Regions from separate parts of the Triticum aestivum genome. Here region 1 is linked to region 2. Evidence: chromatin contacts called from public Hi-C data. All regions are on one chromosome and are shown on one strand. Each heading gives the region's core, a stretch centred on a gene start, on an enhancer-like site or on the middle of the called end of the contact. The rest is flanking DNA. Distances are from core to core; before and after follow the strand shown.

What was found. Hi-C and Micro-C count contacts between places; a contact is called where the count stands out from the background.
Region 1: a Hi-C map of leaf shows a contact between it and region 2, with 3 times the contacts expected there. The contact joins the promoter of LOC123092500 here to the promoter of LOC123092495 in region 2. A contact is called at or near these places in 2 of 5 Hi-C or Micro-C datasets (both in leaf).

Annotation. Positions count from the first base shown.
Region 1 is chr4B:425,797,243-425,801,116 of IWGSC CS RefSeq v2.1, forward strand. LOC123092500 (mitogen-activated protein kinase 5) reads left to right here and starts at 2,202. Exons shown (of 5, transcript XM_044514295.1): 1 at 2,202-2,570; 2 at 2,853-2,982; 3 at 3,085-3,222; 4 at 3,365-3,874. The coding sequence starts at 2,419.
Region 2 is chr4B:425,146,516-425,150,858 of IWGSC CS RefSeq v2.1, forward strand. It overlaps LOC123092495 (probable sugar phosphate/phosphate translocator At3g11320), which reads right to left and starts at 1,421. Exons shown (of 4, transcript XM_044514287.1): 1 at 779-1,421. The coding sequence starts at 1,264.

The DNA of each region.
Region 1 (3,874 bases), core at 952-3,451, 650 kb after region 2:
ACCCACGGTTGCTTTGCTACCTCTTTCTCCCCTATACCCGGTTGTTGCGACCAGATGGCGGATCCCAGGAGCCAGATGCCACCGCGGATGACTGCTACTACCCCGAGGGTGCCTACTACTACGTGGAGGCCGACGATGACCAGGAGTAGATAGGAGGCTCCTAGGTAGGAGGCCTTGGCTTTTCGATAGTTGCTATTTTTGTGCTAGCCTTCTTAAGGCAAACTTGTTTACCTTATGTATGTAGTTAGATATTGTTGCTTTCGCTGACTCGTTTGTATTCGAGCCCTCGAGGCCACTGGCTTGTAATATAAAGCTTGTATGACTTTAATTTGTGTCTAGAGTTGTGTTGTGATATCTTCCCGTGAGTTCCTGATCTTGATCGCACACATTTGATGTATAATCAATGTACGATTGAATCGGAGGCGTCACCCGTCATGTCAATAGTTCATGGACATATTCACCAAGGGGTTGTAGTCCCCTTTTGTTCTTGTACTCCAAACCAGCCTCAATCTCCGCAAAACTCTGATGTGTCTGCAAGGGAGTGTCAGGCAAATAAAACATACTTGGTATTTTGTTACCCCTTTCCATATTTAGCGCCTACTGTAATTAGCGAAATCAGGTCATTATGGTTAGGATTGTAGTTATGATGTTTTTCAAATTACCTATATATATCATACTCCCTTTATTCCTTTATGTAAGGTCTATTATTTCCAGCACGGTGACCAAGGCATATAATTATAGACAATTTATGCTGAAATTATCCTTGTGTAATTTGTGGATTAGCGGCAAGATAAACCTTTAGGCTAGGAAAGGGAGAGATACACGCAATCGTGAGAGAGATAGTTTCCTTTTTTTCTGTATATAAGAAGAGATACTTTCCTTTTTCTAGAGGGTCAAGATTAGAATTATGAGGAATTAGAACAAATACACCTTACTTGTGAATTTTTATCAAAAAGCAAATATACCTTACATAAAGGAACAGAGGGAGTGTATCGGGAAGGTCCCAAATTGCAGCCTACTTTGGGGGGGGGGGAGGTGAGGGGAGGGATTTTCTATTGATCAATCTGGATCAGAGAGATCCGACTTCAACAGTTTTACCCCATTCAATCTTGAACGCAACCAGACTGTTGTTTTAACCTCCATACAGCCAATCCTAGCAAGTTCATGGTTAACATTATTCATCTCACGCCAGATAGCTATAATCTCTATCTTCCTCTCACTCTTGATCAGAGATTTGATCTCCTAAACTGAAAAGCCATCACGGGACCTATTCATCGACGACTTGTGGCCTCTAATCGAAATCTTTTAACTAGAAGTGACACAATGAAGATTGCTTACGCTGTGAAGAGCATAAAATGATAGTGTTGTCACTTGGATAATTTCCTCCAACAAAAGATTTCTTACCACAATATAACAACATGCAAAACTTCGTAGCCTACTTTGCACTGTGTTGTGGTCTGCCAACCCGCGCCGCTTGCATCCCTTCTTTAATAGCAAAAAAGAGAGTAACGCATCATTCACGGTACGCGTCCCAAAGAGAAATACTACTTCCTCAATCCCATAATGTAAGACACTTTTTTTTACATAAAACGATTTTTGACATTGCAGTAGAGTAAAAAAAAACTTCTTACGTATGGGAGGGAGTGAGTATGTGATTCCACGACTCTCACCCCTCTTGACCGGGACGCAGGATTGCCCCGTCTCCAGATTTGGAGCGTAGACTTCCCAACCGGAGCGTTTCCACGGTGCCGAAGAAAAGCCAAAGAAAAAAACCCAGGTGACCGGTCGGTCAAATGGCACCACACCGAGCAGAGTCGCCAAGCCAAATAATAGCGCGTCGGCTGCTACTACCTTCCATCCGCTCCGTCCCCATCGGCCCCTGGATTTCCACGCCCTCAACACCCTGCGACACGCGCAATCCGTGCGTACTGCACACAAACTGACAATCGCGGCCCCACCCGCCAGCCACAGTGCTCCCGGTCCAGCCCGATCCGGTTGGTGCGTGCAGCGCGTCTCCATACAAGAGAGCAGCAGCTGCCGGTTGACCGTTGAACCCTCCCCAGCCGTGCGATGAGCGCGCTGCCACGAGACGGCCTCCATCGGGCCGTCCGTCCGTCCCGGCGCCATCCCCTCAGTTCCCGGGCGATACGCACAAAAAAAGAGCGAGAGACCGCGCGCACCAGCACAGCAGCTGTGGTGTGCTCCCGCTCGCTTTCTCGCTACCTTCCTCAGCTGAGCCGAGAGCAAAGCATTAGCGGAGCCGCCCTTTTCTATTTATAATTCCCTCCTCCTCACCCCTACAAGAATCGAGAGCCAGGATAAAGTCAATCATCAGCTCAGCCTCATCCCGTTGCGCGTGCGTCCGTGCGTGTTGCCTCCTGTGATTGGGTTTCCGGTTAGTTTCTTGGCTGTTTGAGAATGGACGGCGCTCCGGTGGCCGAGTTCCGGCCGACGATGACGCACGGCGGCCGCTTCCTCCTCTACAACATATTCGGCAACCAGTTCGAGATCACGGCAAAGTACCAGCCGCCGATCATGCCCATCGGCCGCGGCGCCTACGGGATCGTCTGGTACGTACCTTCGCCTCATCTTAATTTGCTCCTCAATCACCATCGATTTCCTGCCAAGCTTGTTCGAGTCGTTGCGGCTCTGATCGGAAAACAGAGGGGGAATTGGCTCGGGCCATGGGGAAAGATAGGGTTAGGCCAATTCACGCCTTTCTGTGAACAACACTAGTTTAGTAGCACTATACTTTTATCAGTTGAGCAAATATGTTAGTAATCTGTCAGTGCTCAGTGGTTGGTGGTGTTTAATCATGTCCTGAAATTCCACTTGTGGTTGCGTGGGCGCAGCTCGGTGATGAACTTCGAGACGAGGGAGATGGTGGCAATCAAGAAGATCGCAAACGCCTTCGACAACAACATGGACGCCAAGCGCACGCTCCGGGAGATCAAGCTCCTCAGGCACCTCGACCACGAGAACGTAATCAACATCTTTCTCTTCCGCTTCAGATGTTTGTATCTGACTGAATTCGGCAATTCAGGCGCTAACCTGATACGCTGTATCGACGGACATCACACGCAGATAGTAGGCCTCCGAGATGTGATCCCGCCGGCGATCCCGCAGTCCTTCAACGACGTCTACATCGCCACCGAGCTCATGGACACGGACCTCCACCACATCATCCGCTCCAACCAAGAACTCTCAGAAGAACACTGCCAGGTAGTAAGGAGTAAGGACTAAGGAGAAGAGAAGGGCATCATATTCTGAATGAACAGAAATAAGCCATCGATTTTGTTCATATTTGTCACGATTTGATCCGTATGTATATTCATGTGCCGTGGTGTTCTTGGGTGGCTTTCAGTACTTCCTGTACCAGCTGCTGCGCGGCCTCAAGTACATCCACTCGGCGAACGTGATCCACCGCGACCTGAAACCGAGCAACCTGCTACTGAACGCCAACTGCGACCTCAAGATCTGCGACTTCGGCCTCGCGCGGCCGTCGTCGGAGAGCGACATGATGACGGAGTACGTGGTCACGCGGTGGTACCGGGCCCCGGAGCTGCTGCTCAACTCCACCGACTACTCGGCCGCCATCGACGTCTGGTCCGTCGGCTGCATCTTCATGGAGCTCATCAACCGCGCGCCGCTCTTCCCGGGGAGGGACCACATGCACCAGATGCGGCTCATCACGGAGGTGATCGGCACCCCCACCGACGACGACCTGGGCTTCATCCGGAACGAGGACGCCAGGAGGTACATGAGGCACCTGCCGCAGTTCCCTCGCCGGTCCTTCCCGGGACAGTTCCCCAAGGTGCAGCCCGCCGCGCTGGACCTCATCGAGAGGATGCTCACCTTCAACCCGCTGCAGAGG
Region 2 (4,343 bases), core at 171-2,670:
AAGATACATGCAAGCCATAATCTACTAAATGTAGTGCTGCTACCATCATCCCACAATTTGCTGACCTAGTATGTTACACTGGGAATTACGACAGCTACATAAGGCAGCACCCATCGCAAGGGGCTCAACTTAATAATGCCACAACTAACATCATAAGGACTAATGGACAAATATAAAATCTTCCTTGTCAAGAGTATTCAAGCTATATATCATCAGCATCGACAAGTAATTTCTTTTTTCTATCTCCAATCTTATAATACTTACAAACCCATGAAGTTGAGATACAAATAAATATGGGGTTTTCCTGTAAAGGTCAATTTGGAAACTAAAATTTTCCCTGTGGAGTTTTATGGCAGAACAATTATATTTCCTCAGGGACCCAAACCAATCCCCCCCCAATGACATATGAATCATGCACACAATTAGTCAACCGGATTTCTCTCCAGACAACTAAATGGCTTTTAAAAGATTATAGGATGCCTGGACATGAGGCATAACTATTGCCCAGCCCAACTCATCATCCCTAAAGTTTTCCCTAGTTAAGAAAGTTGTGGACGTATCAGACAGCACGCTCAATCAACTTGAGGGAGTCACCTACCATTTAAGTCCAAGTAATTAGACACTATTGTGACAGATCCTCCTCTCCCCATCAGCTAGATCTCAGTCTCGCTGCTCCGGAATCCCGAGCTAGCGAAACCCGAATTCCCCTCAGATCCAACCCCGACACCAACAGATCTACCGAAAACGAGCGACGGAGAGGGAGCAGGTAATAACTTACGCCGCTGGCGATGACGACGCCGGTGACGACGGGGACGAGAGTGAGGTACGTGATCCACGACTCCCGCTTGACGGTCATGATGTAGGCGAATACGGCGGTGAAGAAAGGGGTGGTGGCACCGACGGCCTGGTTGAAGGAGACGGGCAGGTAGCGGAGCGAGACGTTGCCGGAGACGACGGAGCCGCAGAAGACGAGGCTGAGGGCGGAGATCTTGGCGAGCTGGACGCGGGAGCGCACGAGCTGCATGGGCACGATCCGGAGCCAGGCGATGGCGGCGTAGGAGAAGAGCGCGCAGGCGGACATGTGGCACATGGTGAGGAAGATGGGGTACTTGAAGCCATAGTTGCTGAGGAGGTACTTGTTGAGCAGGAGCACGCCGATGTTGGAGGAGTACCAGGCGGTGACGAGCCCGACCGTGAAGAAGCGCCCGTTGGCCGCAGCTCCCGCGCCGCCCGGCGCCGGCGACGCGCCGCCCTTGGCCGTCATCGCGGCTGGTCGCGCGCGGGCGCGCGTGGATCTGAGGAGGGGGGAGGCGCCGGTGGTGAGAATGACGGGGTGGGTTGGGTCGCGGTTGAATTGGTGGTGGGTTTGGGCACGGAGCGGAGGCGTGTGAGCTTGTGTTTATGGGAATTGGGAGGAGACGGCTCTCTCTGTCGGTGGATGCAGCGAGAACGGACGGGGGCGGGCGACTGGTTTTCTCCTTTCCCGATCTAAATTCGTTTCGTTTAGTATTTATAATTACTACTCATATTCATATTTATTCGTGTAGTCTTGTGCGATTGTTAATTAGGCATATTGCTGATATGTTGCAGTATTAAATGGGGAAAAGAATTATACTAATTTCATGTCATCATAACTTGCCATAGAATTAGAGTGCTATTAAGGTCATTTAAAATACCAATTCATGTTTAATCATTTCTTAATTTTCCGATACATGGCAAGTCAGATAAAAAAATATATGCGCATGCTTTTTAGCTACTAACCGCAACAAAAGACATTGCCGCAATGCCCAAAATTACTGACATTGGATTGATGAGACATAAATGAGCTGTGATCCGTCACCCGCAAAAAAATATATGAGAAATGAGTTGTGATCCATCACCGAGTTGAGTTTAAGGCACGTCACCTCCCCGCAACAAAATAGATTGAAAGATAAGGCATAAGGGGTCACCATTGTCGCAACTTGCGGGTTTGGTAACACGCCAGTTGCAAACAAATGGCATTGACGCTATGCCCAAAATTGCTGACATTGGATCAATGAGATGTAAAATGAGTTGTGATCCGTTGCCGAGTTGAGTTTAAGGCACGTCAACTCTTCGCGACAAAATAGATTGAAAGATAAGGCACAAGGGGCCATAATCGTCGCAACCTACGGGTTTGGGAACGTGTCATTTACAAAACATATCGATATGGGTTGCTCTAGCACGTCCAAGAAAGTAAAGGATCGTAATTTAGTATTGTATCATGTAATTTTAAATACCAACCCACATTTAACCCTTCCCTCAATTCATGATACATGTTAAAAGAAACTTTTTGAAAGTTCTTCTGAGCTAAAAAGTACAACAAATGACATTTACACTATGCAAAAATAGCTGATAATGGATCGATGAGATGTAAATGAGTTGTGATCGCGACAAAATATATTGGAAGATAAATCATAAGGAATCATAATTGTCGTTACCTACGGGTTTGAAAAAATGCCATTCGCAAACCCATACAGAGGTAGGAGATGATGTAACGAAGTGCAATAACATATCACCGCCAATGCTACAAGTTGTGTACATGTGTGCGAGATGACCAAATGTTTGTGATAAGGGTTGCACTACCAAAAAATAGCATCGGACCATATGGTGATGACATATAACACTAGCAAAGAGTTGTTTCTCTAAGATTTTTCTAACAAGATTGTGACTAAAAACCACAGATGCAGAATATGGATAGGAATGTGCATGTGTGAAATTTGGTAAAGTGATAAAATCATTTGTGGTCCATATTTATCATAATTTCAAAAAAAACATTACTTTACGTAATAAGTGTAACATTTGTTCATTTTACTTGATTTATTTTCCATAAATTTCTCTAAACTGATCAATCTTGTTCTAGTAGTGTCCTATTATTCAAGATGTTCTTGTCAAATCTTTATGATGTTATAATGTTTGTACTTTGTAATAGCAATGACACAATGTGCTTGTCACCTAATTTGTTCTATTAGGGTGTTCATCGCAAAGGAAAAATCCATGATGTGGAGGAGAGAGGAGAAAAAACATATAAAGCAAGTTCTTCACACACCTTAGTACGAGAAATATAAGTAACTTTTTAGCAAACTAGAACAATGCACTGCGTTGCTACACAGTATAAATATTATGTAACTAAATGTGATTCTGTAAATAAATGCTTACCAAAATATGTAACTAATTTACCTTATAATTTGATGAGAAGTTTCGTAAGTAAATTATGGTAAAAATGGTTCAGAAGATAAGTAAATTAAGATGATTGATTATCATAAGTGAAGGTGCGGTCAAATATGGCGGGGTGGGAAAAAAGGCTGGATGGAAAAAATCGATAAAGGGACATGGTCGTATAAGGGAAACCGGTTGACGAAAAGTTCTGCTTGACAGAAAAAAGAACACCACTTATTTTTGAAGTAGTAGAGATTGATTTTCTTTTCGATATAGAAATAGAAGTCCCAAGAGTCTGCCTAGTTGTCTTCCTAAGTTGGTTTGTTCATGCTAATTTCTCATGTAAAGTTGGCTTAGAAAAATGCACCGCACGAATGTTTAAGGCTGGTCATAGTGGAGAGTGTATGATACTACATCCATAGTGCATAGTATCATAGATTAGTATCATATGTTTTTTTGCAGGCTAATTGGAGAGCTTTATTCATCGAAAAGCATTCTTGGATGAGTCAGCCAATAAGCTGGTCAACAAGAAGCTTGGGGTTTCATCCATCCAGCTATCTGCTACATCCAGTGCACAAGCACGCTTCGCACATAGATGCGCAGGAAGATTAGCTGATCTACTTACATGGCGAATATCAAAAGATGTAAAATAAGTACTAAGCTCTCCTATCCCATCTAATAAGTAGGCCACAAAAGAACAAGAATTGTGGCGAGAATTCCATAGTGTCACCAACTCCAAGCAGTCTACTTCCATTATCACATGGGAGAAACCTCGAAGAGTAGCAAAACGGACACCATCACGTAGGGAGAGACCCTCCATGATCAGGGGATCCGTGATCCCAGAGTATGGCTTGCACCACTGTAAGTGCATCTAGTGCAACCCCTAGTTGGTTTTGGATTATTGACGACAAAGTTGGTTGAGGGACTAATGCGTTTGTGAGAATTGCAGGATAACGCAGGTAGTGTCCCTCATTGATTCGGTTTACCTACCGGAGATGACCCCTAAAAATGTATGAAGACATTGAAGACAATGGTGGAATACGAAGATATTCATATTGAAGACTATGACATGAGAAGACATTGAGTGAAGACTATGGAGCGCGAAGACTGTGTTGTCTTGTTGTTTCCTTTTTCTTCTTTGTTGAGTCATAGGAACCACCGTACTG